Regions from separate parts of the Mus musculus genome. Here region 1 is linked to region 2. A link is a contact called in public HiChIP or PLAC-seq data. All regions are on one chromosome and are shown on one strand. Each heading gives the region's core, a stretch centred on a gene start, on an enhancer-like site or on the middle of the called end of the contact. The rest is flanking DNA. Distances are from core to core; before and after follow the strand shown. Region 1 has its middle 69 kb from the start of Gm41389. Region 2 has its middle 12 kb from the start of Gm6961.

What was found. HiChIP or PLAC-seq counts read pairs in DNA pulled down with a chosen protein or histone mark.
Region 1: a contact with region 2 is called in an H3K27ac HiChIP or PLAC-seq map of T-cell acute lymphoblastic leukemia, with 3 times the contacts expected there. The contact joins two enhancer-like sites. A contact is called at or near these places in 2 of 15 datasets of contacts at CTCF or cohesin (both in embryonic stem cells), 7 of 484 Hi-C or Micro-C datasets (bone marrow-derived macrophages, embryonic stem cells and extraembryonic ectoderm) and 4 of 115 datasets of contacts at active chromatin or transcription factors (T-cell acute lymphoblastic leukemia, cardiomyocytes and embryonic stem cells).

What each region holds. Positions count from the first base shown.
Region 1 is chr15:95,978,152-95,983,075 of GRCm38.p6, reverse strand. No RefSeq gene overlaps it. Among named protein-coding and RNA genes, the nearest start is that of Gm41389, 69 kb to the right of the region's middle. Within about 2 kb of position 2,250, at least 8 of the 459 cell types and tissues checked have an H3K27ac peak or open chromatin away from gene starts, as enhancers often do. A contact at or near this core is called in T-cell acute lymphoblastic leukemia, where this site is marked.
Region 2 is chr15:95,761,381-95,766,631 of GRCm38.p6, reverse strand. No RefSeq gene overlaps it. Among named protein-coding and RNA genes, the nearest start is that of Gm6961, 12 kb to the right of the region's middle. Within about 2 kb of position 3,526, at least 12 of the 459 cell types and tissues checked have an H3K27ac peak or open chromatin away from gene starts, as enhancers often do. A contact at or near this core is called in T-cell acute lymphoblastic leukemia, where this site is marked.

The DNA of each region.
Region 1 (4,924 bases), core at 1,001-3,500, 220 kb before region 2:
TCATCCATTTCTCGACATCTTTGAATTTAGTTGTGTGTGCATATGTGTGTGTGTGTGTATTACCTTTCCATATCTAATAAAAGTTTTTAATTCATGTCTTCACTTTCTTGGTTAGTTTGGCTAAGGGTTTGTCTGTCACGTTTCATCCTTTTAAAGAGCCAATTCTCTGTATTAGTGATTATTTCTCCCCATTCCATTCATTCCTGCCTTGGTAGTAATGATTTGTTTTTGTCGACTGATCTGGGACTTGGCTTGTTCTTTTGCTCAGATATGTAAGGTATATAATTAAGTCATTTGTCTGAGATATCTTTGATTGCTTAATGCAGGCGCTAAAGCCATGAACTTCTCTCTTAGTTTTGCTTTCTGTACCCCACAGGCTGAGGCTTGTGATAATGTCCATTTTCACTTGATCTTAGAAGTGTTCTTATTTCCTCCTTGCTTTTTTAAAGGCCTGAGTCATTGTTGAGTCGTGTGTTGTTTGACCTTCATGCATACATCCGTGTGTGCTCTGGGGCTTCTCTTGCTATTGATCTGTAGTCTTACTCTGTTGTGATCAACAGAATACAAGGAATCATTTCGATTTTCATTTATCTGTTAAGACTGGCTTTGTGTCCGAATCTATTTTAGAGACAGTTCTGGGGGCTTGGAAGGATGTGTAGTTTGTAGGGTTTGAATGGAATATACCGTAGACGCCGGTTAAATGCATTTGATCTACGATGTCACTTAATTCAGGTGTTTGCTTAATTCGTGTCAGGATGGCCAGTCGATTGCTGAGAGTGGGATATTGAACTTGCCAAGTATTATTGTGTTGTGTTACTCTGTGACTTTATATCTAATAGTATTTGCTTTATGAAATTTGGTGAACCTATTTCTGGCATATATGTTATAAGAGTCATAATATCTCTTCTCATTACTTTTGGTTTAAAATCTATTTTGTGAGATAGTAGAACAGGGATGCCTTCCTGTATTCGTAAGTCCATTTGCTTAGAATACTGTCTCCATCCTTTCACCCTAAGGCAGTGTCTGTATTTTGTGGTGAGGTACATTCATGGGAGGCAACAAATAGTTCCTGCAGTTTGATCCACTCTACTAGTGAGTGCCCTTTAAAAAAATGCTATTTCTTTTGTCCATACTTCAAACTCCATGTGAATCAATTATTTTAATTAGCTTACAGATTTATCACTTCTTTATCAGGGGCATGGAGAGGCGCATGCAGCATGGTCAATGTATGCCAGTCAGAGGGCAGCTTGAATGTGTCAGTTCTCTTCTTTCATCACGTCTCATTCATGGACTGAGCTCAAGTTGCTAGGATTTATTTAACTATCGAGCAATTTTGCAAGTTTAGCTAACTATCAGAAGTCTATTTCCTCAATGGACCGACTAGTTTCCCATGTATGGGTGCTTAGCCAGGGTTAAATTACCTGTTTCCTCTGAGTCTGGGTGCAGTGAGTCTTTAGTCAGTTCGGAGAACAGTATGTCACCTCCCTGATGGTCCATCTGCCTTTCCACATGGTTTCTTTCTACTCTCTCATCCCTACAGTCTCATCTCCTCAGTCCCTTGCCTCCCTCCCTGTCCAAACCCTTCCACCCACGGTATTCCTCCTCTGAACTCCCTTTAATCTGTTGTCCTGTCTCTTTTCCCTTAAGGCAATCCCCTCCCCTGTTCACAGCCCACAGGCTGTGGCATTTGGTCCCATTCCATTGTCTCATGTAATTTTTCAATACACATGCAGTTCACCCGAGAAGGGTGTTGTTACATACCTATGTTTACATAATTTCCAAAATTTCTCTATGATTTTTAATTTCGTCTCACAGTGATCAGGAAAGATACAGTATCTGATGCTATGCTTTCATTTCTTTACATTATAAAGACATTTGTAGCTTCATGTTTTCTTTTCTTAAAATTTTACTTATTCACTTTACAACCCAATGTCAGCCCTTCCTGTCCTCCCAGTACCCCTCAATCAAGTCCTCTCCTCATCCCACCTGTCCCTTCTCTTTTGAGAAGGAGAAGCCCCCCTCTGGGTGTCACCCCACCCCCAACACAACCCCTGCCCTGACACATCCAGGTTTAGGTGCTGGTGGAAAGAATATGCCCTTTAGAGCCACTGGATTGTTCTGTAAATGTCTGTTAAACCTACTTGATCTATAGCGAGGGTTTTTGCTCATTTGTTTGCCTTGACAGGCTCTCACTATGTATCCCAGCCTGGCCTCAGACTCGCAGATCCTCTGGCTCTGCCTTTTATGTGCCGGGGTCACAGGTGTGTGGCACCAGACTAGCTTCTGCAGTGTGGTTTAACTCGGATGTTGCCCGTTTCTCTTTTGATCCTAAATGGTAGTTTGGCTGAGTACAGCCATGTTGGTTGGCATTTATTTTCTTTCAGGACCTGAAATGCATCACTGGCATAGGACTTATACTTAAGAAAAATCTGCTGTTACCTTAATGGGGCTGCTTTTAAGTGGCTTAGCATTTTTATCTCCCAGCAGTTAAAGTGCTCTGTCCTGCACTTCTGACTGTTTGACTGTCACGGTGAGGGTCTTTTCTGGTGGTATCTATTTGAGCTTCTATAGGCCTCTTGTACCTGTGTCATTCCCAAGACTAGGGATGTTTCCTGTTTCAGTTCGTCAAATGGGTTTTCCATGCCCCTTTATTTCTTTACATTTGCTTATACAAGACCGGCCTTTTCATGGTGTTCAGCAGCTCTTGTGTGCTCTCTTCTTTCTTGTTCCCAACACCCCTTTCTTGGGTGCTATTTTGCAAAGCCTATTTTCAAGACTTGAGCTTCTTCTGTTTGATCTAGTCTGCTGTTCATTCTTTTAACTAATTATTATATGAAACACAGAATTCTCAGGTTTGGATTTCTTTTTTTTAACGGCATCCTTATTTAAAAAATCTGCCAGGCATGGTAGCACACGCCTTTAATCCCAGCACTCGGGAGGCAGAGGCAGGCGGATTTCTGAGTTTGAGGCCAGCCTGGTCTACAGAGTGAGTTCCAGGACAGCCAGGGATATACAGAGAAACCCTGTTTCAGAAAAACAAAAACAAAAACAAAACAAAAACCCAAAAACAAAACAAAAAATACACACAAACAAAAACCAAAAAATAACAAAACAAAAACCAAAAAACAACAAAAAAAAAACCAAACTCCATTTCTTGCCTATGTTCTTACTCATGACCAGCTTCATCTTTCAATTTAACTGTTTGTATTTTACTGATCTCATTGGACTTAAAAAAAATCATTCTTTTGGGTCCTTTATCAGACATTTGAGTGTCTCTGGAGGGTCATGATTTAGCAGGTATTATATTAGCATGTTTTTTTCCCCATTTTTTTGTGTGTCTTAATGTAAGGTCTATATATCTGGTAAAATCATTATCTCTTCTGCCCTTATTGGTGAGGCCTCCTAAATAACTGGATTTCTCTGAAAGCGATGTCATAGGGCATCAGTTTGTCATACAGTGTTGTGCTTACAGCATCTCATGGCATAGCTGCTCCCTTGGATGTGACCAGTGTGTTGGGGCACAGGTTGTTATCATATCGGAGTTGAACGGCGTGCTAGGGTTTTGTGCCTCTGACAAAACATCTGAGTGAGACCACTGTTGCAGGAAATATTAAAAAAGTGGACCGCCAGGCTTCCCGTGCTACCATAACTGGTAGACCACATGGCCTCCCCGTGCTCCTGCTGCAGGCGACTCCAGCTAGCCCCCTGCAGCGTCTGGCTCGCTTGTCCCTGTAGCTTCTAGTTTCCTCTCCACCATCTGCGGTCCCACATTCCAGAAACAAAGTAAAGCAAAACTCTTGAACCTTATAATTAACCGATCAGATTTATGTATCAATAATTCTCAGTACACAAGATGCCCACACAATAATATCAAGCCAAGTAATACTGGCCCTCCTAGATTAGACAAATTATCCCAATATTCTAACCTTTATGATATCATAACTACGTGTGGCTGGTTAAAGCCATGCTGGTTCACGTCCGCCTCCATCTTGGCCTTTTTCTCTCCCCCTGAGATGCTCTCTGTCTCTGCAACTCCGCTTCCCCTTTCCCTGTCCAATCACAGGCCTCCTGCTGCACTGATGTAATCCCTGAGGGGAGAGTGGAGTTGTTTGAGTTCCAGTGCTTTCAGTTCAGTCTGCAGAGTCCACTGTTCCCATGCTTGTGTGAGACCAAGCATCATGGTGGAAGGGTGCGGTGGGGCTGAGGGGCTTCTCCATGACAGGTAAGAAACAGGCAGAATAGGAAGGAGCAAGGGCTGAGATGGACTCTGCAGACATCTCCCTGTGCTAGTCACCTGGGAAGAGGGACCCTCAACTGAAGAGTCATTTCTGTCATATTGGCCTGCAGGCAAGTCTGTGTGGAACATTCTCGTAATCAATGATTCCTATGGAGTCCAAGTTCTCTGTGAACAGTGCCACCCTAGGCTATACTAGGTTGTATAAGAGAGTAAGGTGGATGCGCCAGTAGGCAGCATTCTTCTATGTTCTTTGCTTCAGGTTCTGTGCTAGGTCCTCATGATGATGGTGGTGGTGATGGTGATGATGGTGGTGATGGTGATGATGATGAATGTGAAAACTGTAAGCCAGACTCTTTGCCCCTCCCGGTAGCTTTTTGGTCAAGGTTTCATCACAACAAAGGAAACCTAATATGACACCTCAATGACCCACTTCTCCAAGTATACCTCACCCTCTACAGTCCTATCACTTCGAATTCTGTTCAAGTCCTGAATCCTTGAATGGCTTAAACATTTGGTCAAGTCAAACCAGAGGTACACCCAGAGGTGGGCTGTACTAATCTTCTAGGCGTATCTCTGTCTAATCAAGTTAACAAGTAAGATTAACTATCACGGGGAAACCACAGAGAGGGCAAACGTTGATTTTTATGAGTGTAGATACTCTAAGTGGGAGGCATGGTGTTGGTACCA
Region 2 (5,251 bases), core at 2,277-4,776:
GGCAGTTAGCTGGTATGGTCATCATAAAGCATCCTGGTCCTCTGGTCCTTCTAAAATGTTCCCTGAGGGTGTTGTACAGTATATGACTAACTGGAGACAAGCACGTTTTCAAAAAACGGAACAGAATAAAAAGCCTCTATGATCTGGACAGCTCATCACTCAGAAGTTAATATCTTTCTTGGTTTTCATATATATATATATATATATATATATATATATATATATATATATATATATATATAAACTTTATATATATATAAGTTTCTCCCTATAGGATGGGTGCTATGTCCATTGCCTTTTCACTCATGAAAGCATGCCTGAGAAAACAACTCACCACAGGGTAGGTTTTAGCTTGTGAATTCGGTTCCTAGACAGTTGGCTCTGTCTGCTTTAGACTCTAGTGAGGCAGAGCAGCATGCCGGGAGCACAAGATGGTGGATGCTAATTTCATGATGCTTAGAGCCAATCAGAGCTCTGGGTCAGGAACCACACATCCTCAGAGGCATCTTCAGGAAGCCACGCCCCCAGTCTGGTCCCACTTCCACAGTTGCAGTCCTTCCAAAGGTCTGATGGATTATGGCGCCATCGGTAGATGAATGAATCCTTTGATTAGATGAAAGCCATCACGATCCAGTTACTTTCCAACAGCCCACCTGTGAATATGGCATTGGGGACCAAGTCTTCAGTGAATGGGTTTTTCAGGGGCTATTTTATATCTCAACCACGAAGCACTTTGACACAATGGGGAGCAAAAGTGGACCTCCCTAGCTGCCTGGGCATCACCTATTAGAATGCTGTCTGTTACCATCATCGATCTTAAAACGAGGGAGCAAATTCCACTAACCCTACACTAATTCCTATCACCATACAGACATCCTCTGAGAACATATTACTCATATGAACATAGACTTTTGTTTGTTTGGTCTTCAGGACCTGGGTTTCCAAGCTTACCTTTCATCCATTATGTTATTAAATGAATTATTTTATTTTATTTTTAATCTAGCAGTCTTTTGTCTGTGCCTGGACTTCCTGGTAGAGGGTATGCACAATTCTGGCAAGTTAAAGCGGAATGAAGAGGTGCTAGGAGCAGAGACAGTTGGTGAGTGTTCTTCAGATTGGAAAACTTGGCACTCGACGGCAGTGGACAGAGTCCAGCAGTTAATGGCGGAGGGATTGAACCATGACTTATTCAGTACCCATCCTGCTTGCGGTATTCCAAATGTCAAGGATTCGTTCTGTTACATTGTTTCCATTTTACATCCGGAAATTACCCGAAGCATTCATTGATGACCAAGGCATGAAGTCCTTACAAATTATTCATTTGTTCAAATTGTTCTATAGGCCATTAGAGTCTTTTATGAAGCCTTTTTATCAATTATTTGTAATGACAATTTACACATTTAGCTATATTTTTAGTTTGCTGCTTGTTAAGCCTTAAAGCCTTAAAATGAGACAAAAAAACCTGCTTGAGACAATGTTTCACATGAGTGAAGTGATTCAAAAACAACAGCCAAAGACGTGGATCCAGCTGAATTCCCAGGGAGTTCCACTGACGTGATTCAAAAGTGTCTTTTATTATTACTTCACAACATTGAAAAAAAGTACATTTACTTATTTATTTAGGCGGGGGCTGGGTCATCTTCAGAGTGTGGGATCTGAGGTCAGCTTTTGGGGGTCAGTTCTCTCCTTCTACCGTTAGGGACCTGGGGGTTGAACTCAGGTTGTCAGGCTGGGACTTGAACCCTTTACCCACTGAGCCATCTCATGAGCCCCCTTTCACAACATCTGCCTGTCCTTTAGAGTCAGGGTTTCCTTAGTTACTCAAATAATATGGTGAGAATAATATTCACACAGCATGCCCCCACACATGCAGAATTGCACAGTGGACTTTGCTAATGATGCCACATATGTCCCCAAGGCTTCCTTTATGGGACCCCCTTTCTTTGTCTCCTCTCCCCTCCTTCTGTTCCTTGTTCATCTGTCATCTGGTTTCGTCCCTCCCCACCTCCCTTTTCTCTCTCCTCTCCTCTCCCTCCTCCTCTTTTCCATTCAGTCTTCTCCTCTGCAGTCTGTGCTCTGTCCTTTCTCTTATTCTTCTCTCTGAGTAACAGTTGTCGATGTATCAACAGATTGTTTACATTGGAAGGCCATCAACAGGTTGTCTACATTGGAAGGCCATGGCCCTAGTTTGAAAACAGGTCAACCAGGAACAGATATTAATTTACTTTGTGCTTACAGAATACACGAGCACTGATGTCTAAAGTTTCATTTTAACACCGTGATGTGCCACAATGACAATAATAATGATGTTGGGGCTAAATGATGTCATGGGTCACTTGTCTGGGTCTGGTGACAGCACTTGGGAGTCAGAGGCAAGAGAATCTTTGTGATATCAAGGCTAGCCTGGTTTATATAGTGACTTTCAGGCTAGCCAGGGCTACATAATGATGTTCTATCTCAAAGAGAGAGAGAGAGAGAGAGAGAGAGAGAGAGAGAGAGAGAGATTGGGGGGGGGAGTGTGCAGGTGATCAGATTTGCCAAGCTGATTGGGCAAATCAGTATCATGATCAGCACTCAGACATTATAACTCTGGAGTCAGTGTGTACCACGAAGCCGTGCCCAGGAGCAACCATTAAAAATAAATATTCTAGTTCTCTTTAAAACCCACTGAACAGCTCTTATGGATGAAATTAATGTTGCAAGATAGTATTATGCCACAGGAGAGGAGAAGGGTCTTTAACGTCCTGTCTCCAAATGTTCTGCTATCACCAATAAGACAGGACCTGTAGGATGCTTTTAAAGAATCATCGTCCAGCATCCTTCTGATTGGTTATTTATTTATTTATTATTTATTATTATTAGTTTTTTACTTCAGTCTGCCTAAATGCTCTGAACAGAGACACACCTGCTATGATCCTGGAGACAGCAACATCTAATGAGTCAGCAGAACGGAATTTGACTGCCTATGTCTTGACCCAGTAGCCAACCACACCCGACACACCCCCTGACTATCCAAGCCGGAGTAAGGAGGGATTTGAGTGCTAACTTCCCCTACACCATTTACGCAGGGCTCCCGCTCTCCCAATCAGTGCACTTGAAATAAGCCACTGTACCTTGGGATGAAGAGTCTGCAGGACTCCAAGTCATTCAAAAACAGAGTCTTATGAATAAATATAAGAGAGAGAGAGAGAGAGAGAGAGAGAGAGAGAGAGAGAGAGAGAGAGAGAGAGAGAGAGGAGGGAGGGAGGGAGGGAGAGAGAGAGAGGGGGGGAGAGAGAGAGGGGGAGAGAGAGAGAGGGAGAGGGGGAGAGAGAGAGAGGGAGAGGGAGAGGGAGGGAGAGGGAGAGGGAGAGGGAGGGAGAGAGAGAGAGAGAGAGAGAGAGAGAGAGAGAGAGAGAGAGAGAGAGAGAGAGAGAAAGAGAGAGAGAGAGAGAGACCTGATTAGGATGAGCAAACAGACCTAGGGAGTTCAGATAACCACGGAGACTCAGCTGAGCTGGACCAAAGCTAACCTCTTGATTCCCGGCTCTGGGCTGCCCCCTTGTGGTCAGCCTTGAACAGCGCTGGTTAAACTGACCACCCCTGACAATGTCCTCTCTTTCATTTCTACCCTAGAAGGAATAAAATGACAAACTGATTTACAAAACAACTAGCAGTCGAGTCTCCATCAGGTCGTCGTCTGCTTTCTATTCTAGTGCTTCTAAACACTGTGAACACGCCTAGCCTTATAAACGCTGTGAACACACCTAGCCATGGTCACATCGCATGTATCTATTTAGTCTGTGCAAGTTGGGGGGAAAAGTACAAGATTGTCTACCTACAGTGACACACTGGTTTTAGGGGTACCACAGAACCACAAAATTCTGCCTTTGTAGATTATCTTGCTTATGCCTCTCACTAACTTCCCTGCTTGTGAGAAAGCACGAAAATTGACATTAAAATTCTGCCGCGTGAAGCTGCTGTCTCTCTTTGGCAACGACTCTCAACCTTCCTAACACTGCAACCCTTTGATAGAGTCCCTCATGTTGTGGTGACCTCCAGCCATAAAAGTATCCTGTGGCTCTTTCATGCCTGTAATTTTGCTACTGTTATGTGTCATAATGTATATATCTGGTATGCAGAGAGTCTTAGGCAACACCTGTGAAAGGGTCGTTCAACCCCAAAAGGGATCGCGACCCACAGGTTGAGAACCAGTGCTTTAGAGCCTTGCAAAGACACGCACTGTACTGAAATTCGTTCTTCTCATTTTCCCCTGACGTGCTCCTCAAAAGGACGCAAGGTTCACGTGATGTCAAGCGGCTTTGCTATTCTTGGTCTGAAGTTTCAGAGATTAATGTCCAATATTTCATACACATAGGCACATATATGCACACATGCATAGAAAATTGTCCCCTAATTACTATGTTTTACTAATTTTTATAAGGTATGAAAAAGGGGGGGCAAGCATTTGACTAAAGCAACTTCCATACCATAGCTGCCTTTATCTTTGTGAGATGCATACAAGACCTACAGATGTTGCCTGAAGTGTAGAGATGACCAAATCCTATGTGTACTATACATGTCCTACATAAGAATGTGTACCTCTGATAATCTTTAATTTACAAATTAAACACAGTAACTAACTAGCAACAGCGAATAACAAATCAGAGCCATATAAGGATACAATATCATCACAGCTGTGTGAGTAATGCCACATCTTTCTGTAAGTATCTTCCATGATAAACTCATCCCTCCTATAACTGAAATTGTGAGAGGCCCACCCACACATAAGGTGGGCTACCACATCCCAGTTCAGGGCAAAAGTCAAAGCAACCTTAGAAACCATTCTTCTAAATCCGCAAGCCAAGAGCATAAGGTGAGCAGTCTGTTTTTAACTTTACAAAAGGAGGTGGGAGGTTCCGGTCCCTGAACTTGATGGAACCTGAGCGTGGGTTAACCTTCAAGGGACACTTGCTGCTGCAGTTCTGGAAAGGCCAGCTCTGGACTGTAGTCTGCACGGGCTCAGGGTCGACTGTTCCCACAACAGGTGGAGCAGATGGCGACTTCTCCTGGACTCATCCCAAGTTGGGCTTTGCATTTTTTTTTCAAGAGAAAAATCAAATGCTTTGATGAATGTATCCTTCTTCCCTGATGCTAGAAGGGTTTAGTTCTGGCTTCCTTTCCAATGGTCTGGTGGAGAGGATGGCGAATTTTTATGAATTTTTTTTGCTGTTTTCAGGCTGGAAAAGAAAGAATAGATAGAGCTTCTGTG